Regions from separate parts of the Zea mays genome. Here region 2 is linked to region 1. The links are chromatin contacts, called in public Hi-C maps. All regions are on one chromosome and are shown on one strand. The core of a region is the stretch at or near the end of the contact, and the rest is flanking DNA. Distances in the headings are between cores, read along the strand shown. Region 1 holds the start of LOC103629872 (nucleolar GTP-binding protein 1). Region 2 holds the start of LOC100280504 (G protein-coupled receptor).

Region 1 (6,487 bases), core at 156-2,655:
GAAGGAGCAGCTCCTTAAATGGAGAGACAACAATAACAAAAGAATTCCATGTTAGAAGGAACTGGGCTAATCTGATACCTGGTTCCAAGATACAAAACAACCAAGGAGTTCAAATTTAGTTATATATAGAGGATGAAACATAATCACTGTTCTTAAGGCGTCGCCTAGGCGTCCAGGCGGAGGTCCAACGCCTTGCCTCGCCTTACCGCTTTAAAAACCATGAACAAGACACAAATGCACTTACTTATCCTTTGCCTGACTGCTTTCATCCTGATCACCACTTGTTGCAGTTGAGAAAAGGACATTCCGCTGAAAATATATAAACAAAAAATTAATACAAATAAACTTGAGATAGAAACCATCACTCCTGCAGTACAAAAGTACAAAGGCTTTGCTTGTAGTTCTCTAAAAAAGCTAACTTGCTGAGGAAAAATAATGCCGATCTTCTTTTGCAACAGCCGTTTCAGAATGGGGAATGTATAGATAGATTCATCGAATAGAAACCAAATCATGAAAATAATAGATATAGTCCAAATCAATGTAGATCATTAAGTGAATCAATAACTAGTGATACATTTACTATTAGCAAGAATGAATGGTAATTGGGAACATGTTCATCTAAATAGATTATTCACTACCAATCTTTAGTTCTTAACAACGATAATACAGTAGAAGTCACCACTCTGGTCGAATGCTGGTTAAGATGAGCTTGATACAAAATGCCTGGACTGCTTAGCAAATTTCCTGCCAGAAAAATGTAGCAACAATCAACAGTATATAAGGAGACACCAAGGCTGAGCAATACATAAACTCAGGAGAATCCCAAAGCCAAGATGCAAGAAACATTAGTATGAACTGCAAGATTAACATCCCTCAGAATCATAGAGCTGGTCTAAGTTAGCAAAATTTCACCACAATTGATGGGCAATAAGCCAACAACGACTAGGCCACCAATAATAGAGGGAAATGAACTAGGAGGAAAGTGGGGATGCCAACCAGCTCTCGTCTCCGCTCCAGACTCGCGCAGAAGCCGCGCCCCGAGACGAGAGATCCTGAGGAACATCGCGGCAGCTGATCCTCCTCCCTCGGAACCCTAGAACAGCTCACAAGACAACGAATCAGCGCAACAACCACCGTGCGCTGGGAGAGCAATCAGTAGGGTTCAGCTAGCTTGCGTCACAAAACGTGGTGAACTCAAGGGGAAGCTGGAAGGCCGAACCGTCCGGAAGCGGCGGGAACCAGCCGCGTGACCTCTCCACGACGGCGGGAAGCACGGGGAAGGGAGCGAGTTGGGGTGAGGCGTGAGACGCCGTACAGGAGTTTGCACACACAAGCCGCCGCCACCGCAGGAAATGGGCCGCATGGCCCATTTAAAGAAGTACTATGCATATAAGCCGAACAAAGCCAGCACATCAAGGCCCAAGCTATAAGATTCTATTCTCGGAGAAACCCGCCCGAACCCTCATTTCCCCGTCCGCCGCCAGAGCGGGAGAACACCCGCGCCGCCTCCAGCAGCACTTGGCGGAGAGGGCGCGACCTCTCTTGCCGACAAATCGGTCCTCTTCCTCCGAGCGCCTAACGAGGTTAGCAGCGCCATGTATCGTTTCTTCTTGCGCGTGTGCTTCTTTATGGTTTTATCGGTCGGGGCTGTTGATAATTCTGTGTTGTGGGATCTGGTGTACTGTTTTCTGTAATCCTTAGAGATCAGATAGATGTGTTTTTTATGGTTTTGTGCGAGCGTTTGATTGATATGTTAGCGACCAATTAGCTGGTGCTTAGACGTGACATGGGAGAATTAAGGTTCGGGTTGGCTGTACGAATACTATGGTAGTTCCACTGTTCCAGCATGACTACTGCAACCTTAAATTGGTTTTATGCAACTTCTTCTGTGTTGATTTTGTGCAGTCAATCAAGATTGTTCTGTTCTTAGCCAGGCAAAGGATGTCTGTAGTCACTTACTGGCATCATGTATTTCCTTAGCTTAGCTTTAAGCAACAAAAAAACACTCTTGCCTGAAGGTGAATATGATTTGTTCTCGTCTTAGGTTTTGCTGATGCCAGTTTCATTTGCTTTTGCTTTCTTGTGGGTCATAGCAAGGTGCCGTGTAATTTAATTGGTTCATTGCCATGGAGTATTCTAAAGCAATAGTTTCTCAGTGCGCTAATAGCATGTTCAACTTAATATGGGAATCGGTTTGTCTCCATCTTTGGTCTGATTTTGTGTTGTCGAATTAATCTGTACCATCTTGTGGAGATGGAGATACATGTTTGACGCTTTTTATAACATTTCAGAACTAATGCTTGCAGACATTGTTTGTTGCTTATGTCTTCGAATTTTTTATTTCTTCTTATTGTTGTTGTTATGTTATGTTGCATTTACATGTTCTTGTTTTACAGGAATAGGTATTCAAGTTTTGTATCACCAAGATGGTGCAATACAATTTCAAGAAGATCACTGTTGTCCCTCCCGGGAAGGACTTCATTGACATAATCCTGTCCCGCACTCAAAGGCAGACACCGACTGTTGTCCACAAGGGATATGCTATCTCCCGCATTCGCCAGTTTTACATGCGCAAGGTTAGATATTCCCAGCAGAACTTCTATGAAAAGCTCTCCACCATCATCGATGAGTTTCCTCGACTGGATGACATCCACCCTTTCTATGGTGATCTCCTCCACGTGCTCTACAACAAGGATCACTACAAGCTTGCGCTGGGTCAAATCAACACAGCTAGGAATATCATTGCAAAGATATCCAAGGACTACTTGAGGCTGCTCAAGTATGGAGACTCCCTTTACCGGTGCAAGTGTTTGAAGGTGGCTGCACTAGGTCGCATGTGCACTGTTGTGAAGAGGATCAGTCCTAGTTTGGCTTACTTGGAGCAGATCAGGCAGCACATGGCCAGGCTTCCATCCATAGACCCGAACACCCGTACTGTGCTGATTTGTGGATATCCAAATGTGGGGAAGAGTTCGTTCATGAACAAGGTTACAAGGGCAGATGTGGATGTCCAGCCATATGCCTTTACAACAAAATCCCTGTTTGTTGGCCACACAGATTACAAGTACCTGCGCTACCAAGTGATTGACACACCAGGTATACTTGACCGGCCTTTTGAAGATAGGAACATCATAGAAATGTGTAGCATCACTGCGCTGGCACACTTGAGGGCTGCGGTGTTGTTCTTTCTAGACATTTCTGGATCTTGTGGGTACAGTATCGCTCAGCAAGCTGCACTCTTCCACAGTATAAAGTCTCTGTTTATGAATAAGCCTTTGGTCATTGTGTGCAACAAGACTGACTTGCAGCCACTTGAAGGGCTTTCTGAGGATGACATGAAGTTAGTCATGGAGATGAAGGCAGAGGCTATGAAGACTATAACTCAAGCTGTTGGTCCTAATGAAGAGGGTGTTTTATTGACTATGAGCACTTTAACAGATGATGGTGTAATGGCTGTGAAAAATGCTGCATGCGAGAGGCTTCTTGAACAGAGGGTGGATGTGAAGATGAAATCAAAGAAGATGATGGATTGCTTGAATAGGTTTCATGTTGCTGTTCCAAAGCCTCGTGACAACAAGGAGCGGCCTGTTTGCATCCCTCCGGCTGTTCTGGAAGCTAGGGCAAATGCTGCTGCTAAGGAAAAGAAGAAGCTTGAGAAGGACATTGAGAATGAGAATGGAGGTGCTGGGGTATATTCTGCAAGTCTCAAGAAACATTATATATTGGCTAATGATGAATGGAAGGAAGATATTCTTCCAGAGATACTGGATGGTCACAACGTTGCAGATTTTCTGGATCCGGATATCCTAGTAAGGTGTGAAGAGTTGGAAAGGGAGGAAGGGCTTCGCCTGGAAGAACAAGCTGCAGAAGATGCTTTCCAGATTGATGGCCATGAACTAACTCAGGAACAGAAGGAGATTCTGGCTCAGATTAGGAAGAAGAAGGCATTACTTATCCAAGAACATAGAATGAAGAAGAGAACTGCAGAAAGCCGTCCTATTGTCCCTAGAAAGTTTGACAAAGATAGGAAATTCACAACTAATAGGATGGGACGGCAGCTTTCCTCTATGGGTGTGGATCCTATTGCTGCCATCAATAGAGCTCGTAGCCAGTCTAGGGGCCGCAAGCGTGAGAGGTCAGTGAGCAGAGCTGCAGCTGATGGTGACGGTATGGAGATAGATGGCCAGCAATCCAACAAGAAACTGCGTCGTACATCAAGGTCGAGGTCGAGGTCACGGGCTCCTGAGGAGGTCATTCCTGGAGAAGGATTCAAGGACTCTGAGCAGAAGAAGAAGGCTATCAAGAAAGCAAAGGCCTCTACAAGGAACAGGAACAAGGATGCTCGCCGTGGAGAGGCTGACCGTGTTATTCCTACTTTGAAACCAAAGCATCTGTTCTCTGGGAAACGCACTCTTGGAAAGACAAGCAGGCGATAAGCTCAGCACCTCACTGCATCTGGTTGGTCATTTTTGCAATCCAACTTCTGTGTTTGCTTTCTTTGCTCTACTGGTGTCCTGATATTGAGTTTTCCTGTTTTTACTATTGCAGGTAATAAAGGACTGGTGCACTGTTGGTTTGATCAATTTGATGAAACGGGTGTTTTTTTTGTGTTCAGCCAGCACTTATTTATGCTACTATTTACGAAATTTGTCTTGATGTCTCTGGTCCTCTTGATATATAGTTTTAGTGTTTAATTCTGTTGAATGGTACAAAGTTATCCATGTCCCCTACTCAACATGTTTGTAGTTTGCCCATGAGATTTTACTATCGATCCTTGCTCCTCTGTGCTGCTGTGTCGCTGCAATTTCTCTTAATTATGATTTCAAACTTAATCAATTAGTGGCATACTTAGTTCTGGTAATGTGGCCCATGTCAATTGCTACTATTTTTGCTCCTAGATTCAGGTTCAGAGAGAGTCTTGACACAGTGCCGAGAAGCTTTTCATGATGTTCTAGGTTTGACGCAGTCTCTTTACAGACATGATAAGGCTTATCTCGATTATTCCTTCTCTAGATCTAACTCATGTGAGAGCCGTCATCATTGGCTCTGTCTTAGATTCTAGTTCAGAATTCTAATCCAGTTCTTGTAGGTTGAGATTCAGGGTTCATAGTTCTAATCCTGGGTTTCAACCAAATGGAAGACTCTGCAACTATATTTCAATTTAGTAGTTCAAATTTTCATCAACTGCTCAACTTGGGTTTGTTTCAATAAAATCAATTGCACGGTTTGGAACTGAATTGCTATTCTTTGTGAGTTGAAATGATTGGTTAAAAAAATTCAGTTGATAATGCTTAGGTGTGTCACAATGTATGGATTAGCCATCGAAGATTCAAGGAACCATGTGTCGTGTTGGATGAAAGACTCGAGCAAAGAATATGTTATGAAAAGTAAGCAATTGCTGACTCCTTTCTAACCGGCGTTCTCCAAGGGACGTGCCCCTGCACGATCCCCATGTACGGACGTGGCTTTTGGCCACTCCTTCTCTTGTATAAATATCAAAAACAATAAAGGATGTCGTGCCTCTTTTTTATTCTCGCACACAGTTTTATTTTCTTACACGTCATCAGCACTTGCTTTTACAAAAGAGAGCAAAGGCCAAAACAAGACGATCGGAGGCAAGAAGTTCTTCATCAAAGAAAAAATAGTCAGGTACGCAATGATCTACAAAGATCTTTCTGTTGCCCTTCTTACCTTCATCCTTCAGTTTTTGAACGGTGGCTATCGTCCCCGGTGAGGCGCTGACCTTGTCGCACGTCGTCTTCTACGTGCTGCGCATCGACATGGTCGCCGCCATGCCAAGAAGCGCAGCAAGAAGGACGCCCGGGCCACACTTGACCCTGAGCGCGTCCGCCGGACCGGTGGTGATCCTGGCGCTGGTCCCAGCAACACTGCGGCACCTGCCGCAGCAACCGCCAGCGCCACGTCAAGACCGATGGGTGCGTCCTCCATCGCCTTCGCCGGAGCGGGTTGCAGAGCGGTTGCGTGAGTCCGAGACCCAGCAGCCACTCCGCCCGATGCGGTACTGCCCCCTCCATGGATGGGGGTCGTGTCCTGCTCGCCAACCGCGGGCTCCTCCAACGGATGCAGACAAAGCAGCCCCCGTTGTTCGATCGAGCGGACTGCTCGTTCAAGTCGCCTCTCCAGCGCGCCCTCATGCCCGGACACGGCTGACTGCGTGGAAATCAACCGACCCTCGCGGTCGCCCCGTCGGCCAGATCGCATCCACGTCCACTGCGACCGTTGCCGTCGAAGCCACCTCTTCCTCCTTCGACGATGAGAGGATCGCCTTAGTCTTCGGCGACGGGGTGCAGCAGCGACTGCCTACTCCGACTCCCGACGACGGCCCATCCGGAACGGTCTCACCGACGGCGCCCTTGAGCCCAAGCGGCAACAAAGTGGTCCGTCGGCTCGCGCACCACCTTTCCCCGCGACCACGTGCGCCGGGGTCGTGGTCTGCAACCGCAAGACCGTCCGACGACGACGTCCG
Region 2 (5,898 bases), core at 868-3,367, 270 kb after region 1:
AAATATAGAGCCAAACAAAATTGTTTATGAAGGTTGCGTATAATGTGACTTCAGGGGCTTGAATAACCCACCACAATCCACACGAGTACAAGCTCTAGTGTCTGGTGTCAACGCGTGTGTGGCCATCAGGGCTACGACAACACAGCCAGCCTTCGTAATTAACGCAACAAGCACAATTATGGCTCGGTAATCGGGGTACACGATAAGTCCACGTAATGTGCGCAACAGGCGCAATTGTGACTCGATGATCACGGGAGACAGACAGTGCCTGCAGGGCATGCGAAAAATACGCGACTCGGCAATGGCGGTCCGACTCAACGGGAGCGATCCGACTAAGCAAGAGTGCGACATAGCAATCACATGACGCAACCAAGTTCGAACGACATAAATACTATGACGTGTTGCCAGGGCGCAGCCAATGTTTAGCCAATGTCTTAATTCAGCCGATTAATAATGTAACCTGATCGCCACATCTGTGTACCCACTATACCATTTAATCGCTCGGCGTGAGTCTGAAGCTCAACGCAACACAAATATTTAGAGCAATTTAAGTATGAACAATATAGATTTTACATGCATTTTAATAATTTTCTGCTAAATATCCGCTACGAGAAATAAAAGCAGAAAAATAGACACCAAAATTATTGCATGAGCATAACACATCAGGTGTAAAAAGCATTTTCCATATTTAAATATGTATTTTTCTACTAATTATTTACTGCCGGAAATAATTAATTAAAATAGAAATTGTAACATAAAATATGCTTTATTCTACTTGTTATTTACAACAGGAAATAAATAGAATAAATAATATAGAGCATGTATTTTTTACTAATATTTATTGTAGAAAATAATTACTTAGAGTAGGAACCGTAACATAAAATCTGTTTTATTCAGGTATAACTGAACCCAACTGAACTAGTCCACGATTCTGGTTCTCATTTTTTCATCACGAAGAAAAGAAATCTAAAAAGGACCCACAAAAGCTGGAGGCGTTGACTCCACTTCATTAATCTTACATGCCCGTCTTTAATCTTGCATGCACGTCCGGATGGGCAAGGGCGCAAGGCTCCAGGCCTCCAGCCATGCAGTTGCATGTATGTGCCATTACTTCCATGCGCCATCACATACATGCACCATCACGAGTTCACGGCAGCATGCAAGCAAGTCAGTGGCCCCACCTGTATCTATCGTAGGAGCAATTAGCGGAGTCAAGTTCGCGGTCAGTAACTGCCTGCATGGACGATCCACTCCTCTCTGCGCGTGTGACGCACGATCGAGGCCCGCCAGCGAGGTAGCCAGGATGCCCGCAGCGGAGGCGCATTGAGCAGCGGGCCCACGCGACGCAGTAGGATCAGCGGTGCGCGACGTCAGGTCAGTGCAGCGCGCTAGGCGGATTGTTGCATGGGCACGTTCTTTGGAACCCACCAGAGATTGTGGAGCAGCAAGGACTCCCACCGAAACAAACATGAGAGCAGGAAGTTCCGCTAGGTGAGATCCTATGAACAGTAGATCTAAAAAAATACCGTTCGATTGCGTAGAGGGTAATCGAAGTCTGTCGCGTAGGACAGTTCGGCTAGGCCGGTGACCTGCCGGCTCGATGAAGAGTTGATGCAGATCTGATCCCGCAGCAACGTGGAGGTAGAGCGTGCTGATAACGTGTTGAAAACTACGTTACCACGGATCACCAGATCCGCTTCCTTCCCTCCCGTCAGCAGTAGAGGTGCAAGAAGCTGTAGAGAACCCGTCTCCCTTCCCATAAGCACGACAGAGGAAACACACGATACACATGATATAGGGTTGGGCCTCTGGCCTCTTTCTGATCTCTGTATTATGAGGGGTGTACAGGTACCTTATATAGAGATGTGAGACCCCTCAGGAGCAAAGCAGGTATTTGCCTATATAACCCTAACTAGGGTTACTTAACACTTCTATCATATTGTGGGTTTAAAGCTTATCTGTTGCCCTGCTTTTTAACATTCATTTTAGGCTGAATTGATTTTGAAGAAATGTAAGGATTTTTTTTTAAAAAAAGATAACGCAGGAGGCCAACTACCGAGGAAAGCCCAGATAATTACACACTAGCTTCACGGTGAAGGCAGTCGGGGTCACAATTCACAACTCCCAACCCAATCCAGCCCAGCAATCAACAATTCCCCCGGTCGTTTTCACTTGACATCCCCCGTCCCATAGATCGCCGGCGATGGCTCCGGCCGTTGCCGCGGCGGCGTCGGCGGCGATGAGGCAGGCACTGCGGGACCGGCAGATCCTCGATGCCGTGGGCACTGGCGCTGCGGCGCTCTCGCTGGCAGGCTCCTCCTTCATCGTGATCTGCTACCTCCTCTTCCGCGAGCTCCGCAAGTTCTCCTTCAAGCTCGTCTTCTACCTAGCCGTCTCGGTGAGTGGCCTGCTCGAACTTAGATGCTTTTCAAGGGTTTTCGGGTTTGAGCCGCTAGTTGTGCGATGTATCGTGGCTGTTATTTCAAAAATAGCCATGAATAACCACAGAGCCGCTAGGTGTTAGCCTTCAGTGTCATTGAAAATAGTCGTTCATGGCTAGCAAGGAAAATGGTCATTCATCACACACCCTTAGTTTAGAAGAGGTGTGAGTTAATTTTATGCATATTAGATGCATTAGTTCTCCACTTCTCCAGAATCTGGTGTCATCAGTAAGCAGGGAACTGGACCTTCAGAAATGTGCATACCATCGTCAATTTTCACCTACGAGGTAGATTTCAACAGTTGTGTGATAACCTTAGTCTAGTGCCGTCATAGCACATACTGTACATGTTTTACACTTGGATTTGGATTTTGTTTGAAACACCATTCCAATTCCAGTGGTTAAAGTATGACACTAAGATATTTAAGGGGTATTTGGCATCGCTCGAGAGCAAAACTCCAAGAGAAACTGGCCAGAGCTAGCCAATACCTTAACTCTAGAGTTATAAACTCCATAGAGTTTTGAGGCTGCAGTATTCTTAAAAAGCAACCTATACATGGAGTTTGAAGGTATTTATCCACCACTGGCACTTATGAGAAAGCAATCTAGACTCCAGAGCACAGTTGCTCCACCTAGAGTTTTGAAGCAGAGTTGCTTTAGAGTGGAGCAGAGTTATGCCAAACACCCCCTTGAAGTCTTGAGTCTATGATTTGTTGCAGGGACACATGTGCTCTGCCTCCAATTGGATAGTGCCTACTGCCTAGATCACTAGATGGGAATGGGAGCATATTTTTCATACATATAGTTCAGAGTTCATTCTTAAATATGGAATCAGCTGGTGTCATATTACTTATTTTGTTGAATATTGAAACCAATGGCCATAATAAGCACCTAGTTAACTAGTTCATCACTTGACAACTAGTTTGTTTTTGAGAAAAAGGAAAAAAAATGATGTTACATGTCTAGTTGCTTAGCTGACACATAGAAACATTAGCTGAAGCTTGGTTTGTTCATTATTGCTATTGCTCTAGCTGTTTCATGTTTTATGATAACTTTGTTGTCAATTGCAGGATATGTTTTGCAGCTTATTCACTATATTGGGGTATGTTGCATTTCTTCTCCTACACATAAATACTTCCTCAGTTTCATGCTCAGTGTTAATTTACTTTTGCTATTAACAGCCTACCAGAATGAAGATATGCAGAATCAGTTATGCTTATTATTCAATTCATGGCCAAGTAATTTGAACCTTACCCTTGTATTCTGCTTACTAAGAAATATCAATGCCAGTATTAAAACAGAATAATTGTTTTTTTTGTTTAAGAAAAACACACCAGACTATTCTTTCTCTCATTTGTCTCTGTGTCTGAATGCATATTTTGGTTATGTGCTCATGGTAAAACATTTCTTAACGATGTTTTCTTATGTTGCAGGGGGCCATCGAATGCATTTTACTGCTTTGCACATGACTACAGTGCTCATTTCTTCTGTGTGGCTTCTTTTCTATGGACAACCACCATATCATTCACTCTGCATCGCACAGTTGTAAAACACAAAACTGATGTTGAAGAATTTGGATCTATTTTCCACTTATATGTGTGGGGTATGCAAACTGTCGATTACATATTTGCCTTTGTTTGAATTTATATTTTCCAAATTAAGTAACATTTTGGACAAGTTAGAGAACAGTTTCTGGAGAGACCTTGTGTTGAAAGAAATAACAAATTTTTATCCATATGATTCAGTGTTCTTGACAAAAGCTAAAATTGTCCATACCATTTATTTATGTTTGATGTATTGTGTTGCAACTGTTTGATAACACATAGGTTATAATGTCCCTTAGAATTTTTTTAGATTCAATGTGTGTACTTATTTTCATCAGTTTCTTCTGTTACTTTTGGGTCCTTCTGTGCCGTGTAAGAAGCCAATCTTGCAAGTTCCAATCCATTTACCTGTCCATAATCTGCACCTGTGTCTATAACTGTTGAATTTATTTAATTGTTAATATGTTTAGGCCTCATTTGGTAGAGCTCCGCTCCATGATTCTCTAGCTCCGAGAGCTAATTCTCCAATAGAGTGATTCCAAATAATTCTCAAGTAGAAGTGAATCTATTTGACGAAAACCGTTTGGCAAATTGTGCGTGAAGTGATTCATGAGAGGTTAGAGTGTGGGGAGCAGGTTGGGAGCAACGGGAAGCATGTTTTTTTGGCTTCCACTCTCTAGTATAAAATGGAGACTAAATTCACTTCACTCTCACCATGGAGCAATTCAGTTTCTAGCCACTTGGCTTTCTAGAAGTGATTCTCGCTGGGAGCAGAGCTGTGGGAGCTCTGCCAAACGCCCTAGTATCTCAGGCTATAGATTCTGTTTCCAATTTGATTGTCCCATCCCTGGATATTTTGTTGCAGATCAGCATGCTCAAATGGTCCATTGTTTTCATTGTTGTTGCCTTTATCTGCATTTTCATGTATATGTTTCTTTTAGTTTTACAGTTTGGTTGCATCATCTTATTTTGGGACCAATATGTAGCTGTTCTCTCTTATGTCTGTTTCGAATCTTTTTATCTGATGTACTGTAGGTAGGCATACTCCATTTTTAACAGTAGGTCACTATTTTAATGATTTACTTTGGAAGCCATGTGTCAATATGTCACTGTGCCAGCTATAAAAAACAGTTATAAATGGTTTTGAGTTTTTATTTATTTATTTCTCCAGGAACTTCACTATCTACCACTGTATTACGTTCGATAGGAAGTGACTACGGAAGACCAGGCACCTGGTGCTGGATTCAGCAGGGAAGCATGGCAAAGGCATGTGATCTTTTGTGTTGTTTTAGTTTTTTCCTTGATTATTACACAAACATTAGTAGTATGTGCCACTTCTTCGAGAGTTATGTTAAGTGAAGTTCGGTTTATTACGTTAAAGACAATTTTTGTATAAGCTCATCTATGTTTGAATTCTAAGGGAGTTTTATACAATTTATATGGAATTTCCAACATATTTTTCTTGGACTATGAAAAGTCACTATCCTCAGCTAGACAATGAATTTAAACTGAAATTCCAATTTTGTCACCAGAATAGAAATTCTTTCACTAAATTGACCTTACTTGCAGGTCCTACATTTAATAACCTTTTATCTTCCACTTTGGGGTGCCATTTTGTACAATGGGTTTACATACTATGAAGTAAACCGCATGCTGAATAATGCAACGCAGGTTAGCAGACTTTTTCTCAACAATTCTCCCGTGTACATTGAAGGTTACTGTGATCTTTATTGTGAACTATTTGGCACATTCTGCTAATTTTTCTTGCATGTTCTGAATTTTAAAAATCTCATGATTTTTTAGATGGCTGCTGGCATAAGTGATCAATCAAATCAGTCTGACATTAGGGCAGGCAGGAAGGTACGAAATCCTCAACAAATATTTGGCGTTGTTTCTGCTTCAGTGCTTCTGCTG

What was found. A called contact is a pair of places that touch in the nucleus more often than the background predicts.
Region 2: a contact with region 1 is called in a Hi-C map of leaf, with 6 times the contacts expected there. The contact joins the promoter of LOC100280504 here to the promoter of LOC103629872 in region 1. A contact is called at or near these places in 3 of 25 Hi-C or Micro-C datasets (leaf and tassel).

What each region holds. Positions count from the first base shown.
Region 1 is chr6:119,344,314-119,350,800 of Zm-B73-REFERENCE-NAM-5.0, forward strand. It overlaps LOC103629872 (nucleolar GTP-binding protein 1), which reads left to right and starts at 1,406. Exons shown (of 3, transcript XM_008650971.3): 1 at 1,406-1,583; 2 at 2,397-4,458; 3 at 4,549-4,783. The coding sequence starts at 2,427. The coding sequence ends at 4,436. LOC100193390 reads right to left here and starts at 1,398. Exons shown (of 7, transcript NR_178224.1): 1 at 1,220-1,398; 2 at 997-1,093; 3 at 245-744.
Region 2 is chr6:119,613,173-119,619,070 of Zm-B73-REFERENCE-NAM-5.0, forward strand. LOC100280504 (G protein-coupled receptor) reads left to right here and starts at 2,118. Exons shown (of 9, transcript NM_001153424.2): 1 at 2,118-2,398; 2 at 3,511-3,542; 3 at 3,874-4,043; 4 at 5,156-5,250; 5 at 5,554-5,655; 6 at 5,788-5,844. The coding sequence starts at 2,204.